Linked DNA regions of Zea mays: all the other regions are linked to region 3. The links are chromatin contacts, called in public Hi-C maps. All regions are on one chromosome and are shown on one strand. The core of a region is the stretch at or near the end of the contact, and the rest is flanking DNA. Distances in the headings are between cores, read along the strand shown.

Region 1 (3,498 bases), core at 762-3,261, 170 kb after region 3:
TTGTTGCGGCTGGAATAGTTACAACCATTTGCATTAACTGAAAGCATTGTTCCTTCTTCTAACTCGCTACTTTTAGTTAGAACTTGCTCATGTTATATTAACTAATCCTAAGCACTTTACCCTCCCAATATTATCAAGAAACTACCCTATATCTTTGAGCGAAAAAATTGGATTATTTATATAGAAAACAAAAACAAATAGATTGCTCTTGAGAAAATAAAAGAAGTAGATGGCCTAGTAAACATATAAACAAATAGGTAAAACCAAACTAGAAGAATAACTAAACAAGCCATATGAGCCAACAGAAAACGTTTTGAATTCAAATACCGCATCCTGTCGTCTTTGGTTTTTCACTGAAAACCGCTAAAAACCGGAAAAACCGACCAGTTTGACATTCTAAATTAAAAAATCCAAAACTTTTAAATAAAAATAAAAACCAATTTCGTGACAAAAACCAGCGATAAACGGTGAAACCGTCCGGGAAACCACCAAATTTCAGCGGAAACAGGTTTCGTAGGTTTTTAATTTTTTGACCTATTTGTATTTTCAAATTTAAATAAAACGAGGTTCATAGATTTCTTGACAAGAAATGGGTTTTCATTGTTTTTAACAAAAATACTAATTGCTTTTAAAAACAAAAATAAGATATACCAAAAAAAACATTTAGTATTTTATCATAATTGTTTTCTGATTTATACATTTTTATTTTTTGTGAATTTAAAACGAAATTTGAAAGAAAACATGGTGGGAAACCGTTTCCAAAGGCTGGTGATAAACTGGACCGTAGGTTTAACGTCGATTTTTTTTCAACCCTGGTTCTATCCCAGACGCCGTTTGATCCACAAAATGTAACGTAAATAGTAATGGTAATGATTCACTCTTAACGATCGGCGGTAACAAGTTTGAATAAGCCGATATCCATTTCTAGTGTGGTATCCAATTACGGTTGAACTTAAACAAATATGATTTAACGTTATTGGTTGTCCATTACGTTACCAATATGTGAACCAAACGGCACCCCAGTTCTCATCCCGTCTTATTGCATATAATCTCCTTGGAGAAGTCAGCTCTCCAGTTTTGGTATATCTTCATATTGATTTGTCTAAAGATATAGCCATTTCTCTAGTTCCAGATGGTCCAACGTACAATACTTTATGGTTGCATCACTAATGGTTTTGCCCGGCCATTAGTTCCCGTTTTGCATCACTAATGCTTGCATCAGTGGCTCTAAAACACGTTGTATCTCCATTGGGCCATGCTGGTCTAAGTCATCCCATATATTTGAACCATATAAAATTCAAATATTACAATCAAATAAAGTTTATCGCTTACTAAATTAAAAATATTAAACAATATGAGTAGCATTTGACCACATAAGTTCTAAATGTTACAACAACATTAAGTCTATGTATTACTAAATTAAAGAAACTACACAATATATGATTTATTAGGACGTATCGGCGCAAGCAAGACCCATACGTATGTGCCATGCTGGGGCCCAACAGGCCAAAATTTAAGACTTGACTTTAGACTCATGTTTTTAGCTCAGTCCATATTATTTCGTGTCAGAGCATACTTACTCATGTTTTTAAACCGTGCTCCTGCTGCCTAAAAAATACCACCCATATTCTCAGCACTAACCACCACCGCTGCCGAACCAAAACAGGCACCGGTTTAGGTTTTGCCCGGCCCAGTCCAAGTGTCCAACCCTACAGTAGTTAGCGAGAGGAAAACAGACGCAAATTAACCGTTTATTTACAAACCACCACCACCCGGCCCTACCTCCAGTTCGACACGCAGAGCAAAAATTCAGAAAGGCCCAATTAGGACAGTTAGAATAAAGGCGCCATAGGATCACGGATCACCGGAGGCGTTTTGCGTGATTGATTGCGTTTCGTAAGACTCATTTCTCATTTGTTTTGCTACGTTCGCTTTGTCCCTTTCCTCCTCGCCCTGTGCTTGTCTCGCACGTTCTCTCTCGCCTTCCACAGGCCCCCCTCCCCTCGCTCTCCCATCTCATCATCTCGGCGGCTGCAATAAAATAAATCTCGTGCAGGGGGGAGGGCGTACGACGACGTGGACGCACCGTCAAAGGCACCAGGCTGAGCAACCCCTCTCTCTCTCCCTCTTATCCCCAAGGCGAGGAGCGGAGCGGAGAGGAGGGCCCTTCTGCTTGTTTCTCCGCTTTGCAAGATGTCGTCCCCGAGCAAGCGCCGCGAGATGGACCTTATGAAGCTGTAAGGATACTGGACCTCTTGGTCTGTCTTCCAATTTCCCTCGGCATGTTCTGCTTGTTTTTTTTTTCTTGATCTGGCCTTCCTTGCCGGCTTTCTTGGCATCGCAGGATGATGAGCGACTACAAGGTGGAGATGGTGAACGACGGGATGCAGGAATTCTTCGTCGAATTCAAGGGCCCGGCCGAAAGTAATAACCCTCGCGCCGAATCCCAGCCTCCCCCCTCTCGCGCCGAATCCCGGTTTCTCCCCTCCCTCTGCCTCCCGGCGGGCTGATGATCCACGTGGGCTGGGGGGAGATGGGTTTCCGGAGAACTGCCAATCTACCCTGTCGATCGTGTTCAGATATTCTTGTTCGTTTAGCTTCATCCTCGATTGGTTGCTCAGTTGACCTGAAGCGTCCTTTCTTTTTCAGTCATACTTTTTTTTTTCTCTCACACGAACTCGTACTCCATTTGGTAGGTATCTACCAAGGTGGTGTCTGGAAGGTTCGGGTAGAACTGCCTGATGCATACCCTTACAAATCCCCGTCCATCGGCTTCATCAACAAGATTTATCACCCGAATGTCGATGAGATGTGAGCGTTATGGTCTTCAACTACTTTTCTTATTGCAGTTGAAGCTCAAGGAATTAACATTTCCTTACCTACTCTTGTTTGGTCGCAAAATGCAGGTCTGGCTCTGTCTGTTTGGATGTCATAAACCAGACATGGAGCCCAATGTTTGGTGAGAATACTCTCTTCCTTTCTATTGTTGCTATGAGCACTTTATCTTATACAATCTATAGTCTGAGCAAGATCTTTTTCTACATTTCTCTTTTGCAGATCTAGTAAATGTTTTTGAAGTATTCCTTCCACAGCTGTTGCTGTACCCAAATCCTTCTGATCCATTAAATGGGGAGGCTGCAGCACTGATGATGCGTGATCGGCCTGTTTATGAACAGAAAGTGAAAGGTACAGTGCTGCAGTAAAATCTTATGGTTGTTTTCAGTACATAGTCTATAGTTCTAAGATATTGTTTGGTTGAAGCATCACCTCCAGGTCTACCTGGCCATAATGTTCTACTACAGATTCATTCTTTTTTTTGTCATATGCATTGCAACCTTGAAATACTTGCTTATCGAGTGTAACCCACACTAGAATGTTCTCTTGCAACCAGGCTCTTTGTGCACCAAATCATAGAGAGAAGTTCTGGTCTTTTTTCCCATAACTTCGCTTTTTTACATTAGTTAACAGCAAACTGAGTTATCTTAATCCTATCGTGTT
Region 2 (3,545 bases), core at 440-2,939, 130 kb after region 3:
AGACCCTAAGTTCCCGACAGGAAAGCCTCTGAACAACTCCAAGGAGTTGCACGAAGGCTTGGGGGCTCTTGACGGGTACCTAGGGATGGGGTATCCAAAGTAAGCCCATTATTTTTGATGGCCCATCTAAATTGATCAGGCCCCATCGAGCAACTCTACGAGGCGGACGGGCTGACCATGTCCCGCCGAGCAACTTTGCGAGGCGGACGGGCCGGCCAGATGTTGTTGAGTGACTGCGAGATAGACAGATCGACCATGTCCCGGATAGGTCGACCAGGTGCCGTCAAACGACTGCGAGACGGACGGGCCGATCAGATTTAGCAACTATGTGAGGAGCGTCTAGATGTTTATTTATATATGAAGGACTATAAAACATTTCTCCACCATTATTAGACCTCCTTTAGAATGGAGGAATTTTTCCTAAATGGACTGATTTTTGTAAAATTACCATTCGATTTCTCTGAATTTTCTGCATTTCAAAGGGACATCTAGATGTTTACACTCTCTATTAGACTACTTCGAGCAACTTATCTATCTCTATTATATATTTTAAACTCTACTATGTAAACAGACTATAATTTAAAATAATATTTTAATTGATCATATAAATGAATTTCCGTAGACCGTCTTGCAAAAAGAAGACCAAGTTGACAAACATTCCTAACATAGCACATGCACATCCAAGATCCAATATATACAAAACAATTAAAATTCTAAAATATCCGTGTGGGAACGCAACCAAAACAATCCCCCACCCTCTACCCAAAATAAGATATTTATCTAAACCCCTACCGGTCTACTCCGTACGGGGCCAGCCGTGTACGCCTGCCGCTTTTCGTCTTTTCCAGTCTTTTTCCTGGCAATTAATAAAGCGGAAAGGATGGGCAAGAAAGCAAACCAGCAGCAGCAGATTAGATTAGCGCCGTGCCGGAAAAACAGCTCCTCGCCTCTCTCCCCCATTCCCCGGTACCTGAATAAACAGTGTGCTGGTGCAGTGTGACTGCGAGCGCGTGGGTTTAGTCAGAGCTTCGCGGATTTCGCGGGTGCTTCGGTCGTTGGACTCTGATGGCCGCGGCGCGGCGGCAGGCCGCGGTGCTGGTGCTGGTGCTGGCGTTGGTGATGGGCGCGGGGTTGGCGCCGGGTCCCCGCGGATGCGCTGCGCAGGGGGAGGCTGTGGTGGTGTCCAGCTACGGGCAGGGCCGCCTCTCGCTCAAGCCCTACGACTGGACCTACCTGCGCGGTGAGACAGTTTCAGGGTTCTATAATCTCGGTTTTGGCTTTCTTACGTTCTCCTTCTTCGGCAAAGTTTCGTCCATGTTATACCTTTTGTTTGGTGTAGGTGGATGTTAGTTTTTTCCGGGGGGTTTGCACGATTTTTTTATTTCGTTTTTTGTGATAGGATCATAGGAATCGTGGTGATGAAACTAGCTGTTGTGGAATTTCACCGAAAACGCGACACACGTGTCGCGGAATTCTATTTGCTTAACAGTTCGGTAGGTTCTGTTTAGTTTCGGCCTTTCAGATGCTACTTTCCCGCAGCTGTGGAATTTTGGTTTAGTTTTGGTGTTCCGTTCTGACACGTCTTTGCTACAACTGAATACTACTGTACTGATTTGTCTCATCCGTGGAAATTCTATTTCATTCATTCCTTTTTTCTGGATCGATCTTTTAATACTCTACTTCCTGTACGAACAGTTGAGCTCCCGCCGTCGTTCTCTTCTGTCACCATGGATTTCGCTGCTGACATAGACCTTGTAAGTGAAAGATTCTGTCATCTCGGCCGAGCATTATTGAATTATTAAGTAAGAGTTATTTTCGCTGCTATCAGGTTTATTAAGTGGGTATATGTTCGTATTTAATACTCTTAGTGGTAGTACCGGGGTCATGCTTGGTATCAAGCACTGATTAGTGGAGTGGCTAAACTGCTCTTAGATCATGCGTGTCTGCCTATCAGTTCACATGCCAGTGTCTAAATTGGAGGGGAGGAATTGTGGTGTTCCAAATCAATGATGGGTAAACCACTTGTATTTTTGGCATTTTCCTTTCACATTTTATGGGCAGTTTTGAGCTCAGTGCCTTGTATATATAATGGGGGTCGGAGGGATATGAAACACTAGCGTAAGTTGTGTTGTGATGCATAACAGTGAGTGGAAGTTTTCTTTTCTTCGATTTTTTTGGTGTGGCAACCCCCATTTGACTTAAACATTACTAAATTTATTATATACCTCACATGTTTCTTATCTATAGTTTGTGGAATATTTCTTTGAATAATGCAGCAGAGGGAGCGCTTGAAAGGCATTCCAAGAAACAAGCTTGCTATTATCTGTTTGATGAATTCCAACCCTCCTATTCCTGATATATCTGATTCTTATCTGGACAATTTATGTGAGTGCCACATTTCCTAGTGTGTTTGTTGTTGCATTTGATGTTTCCATTTTCTATTTAAACATTTCATGCACCTGCTTAATTGTACGGCAAATTTGTTTAGGTTGCTATATGTAGTTTGCAACTGTTCTCTTCTAAATTGAATGGATGTTTTATACCCTATTAACATTATTCTTAATCCTATCATGATTGGTGCTGTAATATATTTTCATGGTTCTAGTATAACTTTCTCGCAAACATTGGGTGACAAAATAAGAAAGATCATCACTGCACATGTTTGCTAATCCAGAACCACATAATCTTTCTTCAGGTTGTTCATACTGAAAACCAATTACTTCAGATTTCAATGTAATATTGTAGAGTAATTTTGATGATCAGCACCTTGTGCTATTTCACATCCAACATGAGGGCGTTGAACTTTATAGCCATCTAACATATGTGTTATTTCCTGCTGGCGTTGAGCAAGATATTTATTTATATGAGCTAGAAACTTCCCATCAAGTGACAGTGCTTTACCTTTCCAGTTGTTTGGTTCAAATGAATAATATATTTTTGTAGAGAAAGAAGATAGTTGATTTTGGGGGGCATCCTTCTGTTAGCTTTCTTTGTTCATCTTTTTCTTGAAATCTATTCTTAAATGCGTAAATAGCTTTCTGAATCATTCAACTAATTTTGACAGGAAGGTTCTTTATTGCAGTATCAAACTCTCTCCCAGATGGACCTTTTGGTAATAGCAATATAATTAATCAGCCAAATCTGGTGCAATGCATACCATTTCAGAAAAACACAACGTTAGTGCTAACAAATGACCAGGTAAACTATCCTTATACCATGATTTGCTAAAAGAATATCTATCATATGAGATCTATTGAGTGATACCCCCTCATTTAAATTATATAGTTCACTTTGCCTTTGTCCTAAGTTAAACTTTTCTAATTTTGACCAAGTTTTCAGAAAAATATATTAACACCAACAAGGTCAAACAAGTGGTCAATCAAAACATTTTTATGGACAATTTAATGAAACTAATTCAAAGTTAAAGTAGTTTGACTTAAGACAAAACCAAAGTAAACTATAATTTGAAACAGAGGGAGTATGTGGTAATGTTATCCTAATTTTAGCAGCACATCATTATGTTGAGTTCTAATAGCAATGCTAAC
Region 3 (3,478 bases), core at 71-2,570:
CCAACAGCAAGGCTGCAACATGAAGCATTTCAGGCAGAGGCGGATCTAAAGGGGGGGCAAAGTGGGCCATCCCCTCCCCCCCCTCAATTTTGTACATCCTTTTATGTCTAATGATTATTTAGTATTAAGTGTAGAAAAAAACAAAGTTTTAGATAGTATAAAGTCTTGTTCTAAATCTCTAAAACTAATAGCTAGTTGCTAAAATTAGGTGAGAGGTTTAGAATGGATCAACTAATTGTTAGCTATACCCCTCAAATAAGTATTAGTTGTTAGATGACCCAACCCAGCTAAAACCAGTTAACAGTTAGCTCTAGAGGTTTAGAACATGGCCTAAAACAACCATGTTATGAGCCTGCTCGTCGGATCCTCTCAGTCCAGTCCTTGCATCTACCAGTCTGACCCTAATCTTCCCGACACCACCTAAACCAGCCTGCTCGCTGCCCCGTTTCTGCCGCCGACCCCTTCTCGATGCGACGCCACCCGACTTAGCCCCTTCCCGGCGCCTCCGTCCCTTGTCCTGTTTTTATCGTGACGTTGATCCGCTCGACAGGCTAGATCTCGCTTGTCGCAACGATATGACTTGTCCCCTGCGGTCGGCGGGCTTGGCGAACTAGAAAACTATGGCTCTCATGTGGTCCTTTTGGCCCCCATGAATTTTCGTCCTGCGTCCGCCACTGATTTCAGGTTCTCGACAAGCTCTATTCGAGCAGGAGGATGCATCACCTTTGGCGTGAAGAGGGGTTCGGTGAAGAGAATCTGACCCTCGTCCCCAATCTCCCACCCAATGTCCCTGTACAGGACGTAGTTGAGTAGGTCCTCCATGGCGTCCCAGTCCTTGACGAAGCCGCGCACCACAGGGTGCACCACCTCCTCTACCACCGCGCCGTCAGCCATCTCCTGGTCCTCAACATCCAGCTTCATCTTCGACGGCATTACCTACCCAGCAAAAGGCCCCCAGCAAAATAGAAGGTCAAATAACTAAAAAAACACAGTGCACTGAGAGGCGTCCCAGAGATCCGCGTGCTCACCAGTGGGGGTGCCTGGTCGGGCGCCGCGATGCCGGCCTTGAGCAGCTTAGAGCCCGCGTCGACGACCACCGCCTCCATGGCCGGCGCCGGAGGCGGGGAAACCCTAGAATGCGGAGGCGAGGCGCTAGGATTCGAAGCTAGAGGTGGGTGGGACGGGGCACGAGATTAGCGAGGGTTTTGAAAAGAGGAGGCCAGCGGGAAAGACCGAAAGAGGAGGGCTGCGGAGAATTGCAGAGAAGCGAGCGAGGTGAGGGAGGACGAGGAGTCGACGTCGACGAAGCTTGGTCCTCCCACCTGGCCCTTCCAGATCTTGGATTCTTGGGCACTGGGGAGAGGTACAGGAGCGAGCGCGTAGAAACGGGGATAACCCGTACGCTCAGTCGCTCCCGGTAGGCTGAATATGTCTCGTTGGACTTCGATTTGACTCGTTAAACTAGCGAGTTTAGGTGCCTGTTTGTTTGGGATTCTAGGGCGATTCTGGCCGCCAGAAGCTGAAGCCGCGGCCAAACGCCTAGCTTCTGGGCCAGCTTCTGGCGGTCGCGCTTCCCACGGAAGCCGGCCTTGTACAGGAAATCAGAAGCCGCCCGACCCACGCGTCCGCTGGAAGCCGGCTATTCGAGAGGGTTTGCATCCACCGCCCGAGCCCTGCGTCCTCTGCAAGCCTCAGCTCTCTCCCTCAACCGCCGCCTGCTCCTCCGTCGCATCGGTGCGACGGCCTCGACCACAGTCCCGTCTCCCCTTCCGCGGCATTCGCTCAGCAGGTACATTCCTCCATTATCCTCCATTCCGTTGCGTATGCGCTCGTCCCCCGCTGCATCCTCGCTAGGGTTTTAACCTCGCCGCATCGTCCATACGGAAGACCTCGCCGCCTCCAGGTCTTCCGTATGCGGTCATCCCCCGTAGACGTGGCTGCATCATCGCTAGGGATTTGACCTCGCCGCCGCCAGGTCATCTGTATCCGCTCGTCCCCCGTAGACGTGGCTCCATCGTCGCTAGGGTTTTGACCTCGCCGCCGCCAGGTCTTCCGTATCCGCCCGTCCCCCGTTTTAGTCGCAAGGGTTTTCACCTCGCCGCCGCTAGGTCTTCCGCAAGGTTGCACTCGGCCGTTGCATTCCAACCTTCCATACCCTTCTTCCCCGATGTCGTGTTACGGATCAGGTGTACCCCATGTAGTGATTATGCTTTAGGTTGCATCGACGTGTGTGGTTCAAACTTCCCACTGTAATGAAGCCAATTGTGAACTGCTATGTAACGAAAATCCTGTTTATTTGATGTTCAGATCTCGGGGTGTTAGCTGTTTGTCTCTCTGTTGCATCACAGAATCTCCACTCCAACGAAGGTGATGTTCACATTTAATTAATTTCCCCTTCTTGTCATTAACATTGTGTATGTTAAGCAGTAATTGTTCATATGTTCACGTTTTTTGGTTACTCCATTGAAACTGTGTTTGTAGTGTCAAAAGTACACAAGTTAGTAGTAAATGTTTGGTATAGCCTCCTTTGTTAGCAGCCTAGGCACTGGAAAAGTAAGCCAAGATTTGTGTACATAGTCCCCATGTCTGGTATACTAACGACCTAATAAATCCACATCAGATGGATTCAGCTGACTCCATAGCCGACAAGGCAATTGGAAGGATGCAAGAGATTTCGGACAAGATATTTTCCGTAGTGAGGGAAACAATCCGTCCTAGACGCGGGTTGACCTCATTTGATGCTACCAAACTTCGTGTAGCTTTGGAGGAGATAGCTTGCATGCTGGAGCAAGACTCTCTGGTTTTGCAAGAACATTTGGACATCGTGAACAACTTTAACATCCCGGTTGACAGCAGCTATGAACCTTCTACCTTGTCGTCACCACCCCCATCTGACGACGACCTGACTCCACATTGGGACTTTGCGGAGCATTTCCAAAACTTCTGGGGAGTTGAATATGACTCAGATCAGATGCCTTCGTTTAGTGCCAATGATGTTTAAGGTAGACGGGAGTGAACCTTGGAGTTAGGTGTTTGAATAACAGGGTTGAAGTCCTTAGCTTTTGTGTACTAAGTGCGTAGGGAAACAGGGAATCCGTTTTTTCTTTTGGTTAATGGGCTGCTGTAAATGTGTTCCCTGTCATTTTGTGTCCAGTACCAGTTTATTTAAGGTTCTCGTTGTGTAATTAAGCAAATTGGAATCTTAGTACTTATGGTATTATCTGAACATAGTATGGCCAGTATATTATTCATCGTTGTTGTTATTTTTAATCCGAGAACAGTACTACGTATGTTGAAAACTATATACTTGTTATGCACTAGATGGACAAGTCCGGCAAAGTGATTGCAAAGTGGGATAGTAGAGCAACAAAAATTTACACAGAAATTTGTGTAGAAGAGGTCAATGCTCGGAACAGGCCACAACAATTTCTAAATGCAGAAGGGTATGCTAACCTCATAAGGAAGTTTAAGGAACGCA

What was found. A called contact is a pair of places that touch in the nucleus more often than the background predicts.
Region 1: a contact with region 3 is called in a Hi-C map of leaf, with 4 times the contacts expected there. The contact joins the promoter of LOC100193596 here to the promoter of LOC100193210 in region 3. A contact is called at or near these places in 2 of 25 Hi-C or Micro-C datasets (both in leaf).
Region 2: a Hi-C map of ear shows a contact between it and region 3, with 2.2 times the contacts expected there. The contact joins the promoter of LOC100502194 here to the promoter of LOC100193210 in region 3. A contact is called at or near these places in 5 of 25 Hi-C or Micro-C datasets (bundle sheath, ear, endosperm and 2 more).

The regions. Positions count from the first base shown.
Region 1 is chr5:33,036,076-33,039,573 of Zm-B73-REFERENCE-NAM-5.0, reverse strand. It overlaps LOC100193596, which reads left to right and starts at 2,011. Exons shown (of 6, transcript NM_001138699.1): 1 at 2,011-2,237; 2 at 2,345-2,424; 3 at 2,697-2,811; 4 at 2,907-2,959; 5 at 3,058-3,186. The coding sequence starts at 2,194.
Region 2 is chr5:33,072,035-33,075,579 of Zm-B73-REFERENCE-NAM-5.0, reverse strand. LOC100502194 reads left to right here and starts at 1,689. Exons shown (of 14, transcript NM_001363211.1): 1 at 1,689-1,754; 2 at 2,277-2,385; 3 at 3,083-3,198. The coding sequence starts at 1,728.
Region 3 is chr5:33,203,648-33,207,125 of Zm-B73-REFERENCE-NAM-5.0, reverse strand. LOC100193210 (ATARP7) reads right to left here and starts at 1,320. Exons shown (of 7, transcript NM_001138363.1): 1 at 1,029-1,320; 2 at 724-936. The coding sequence starts at 1,106.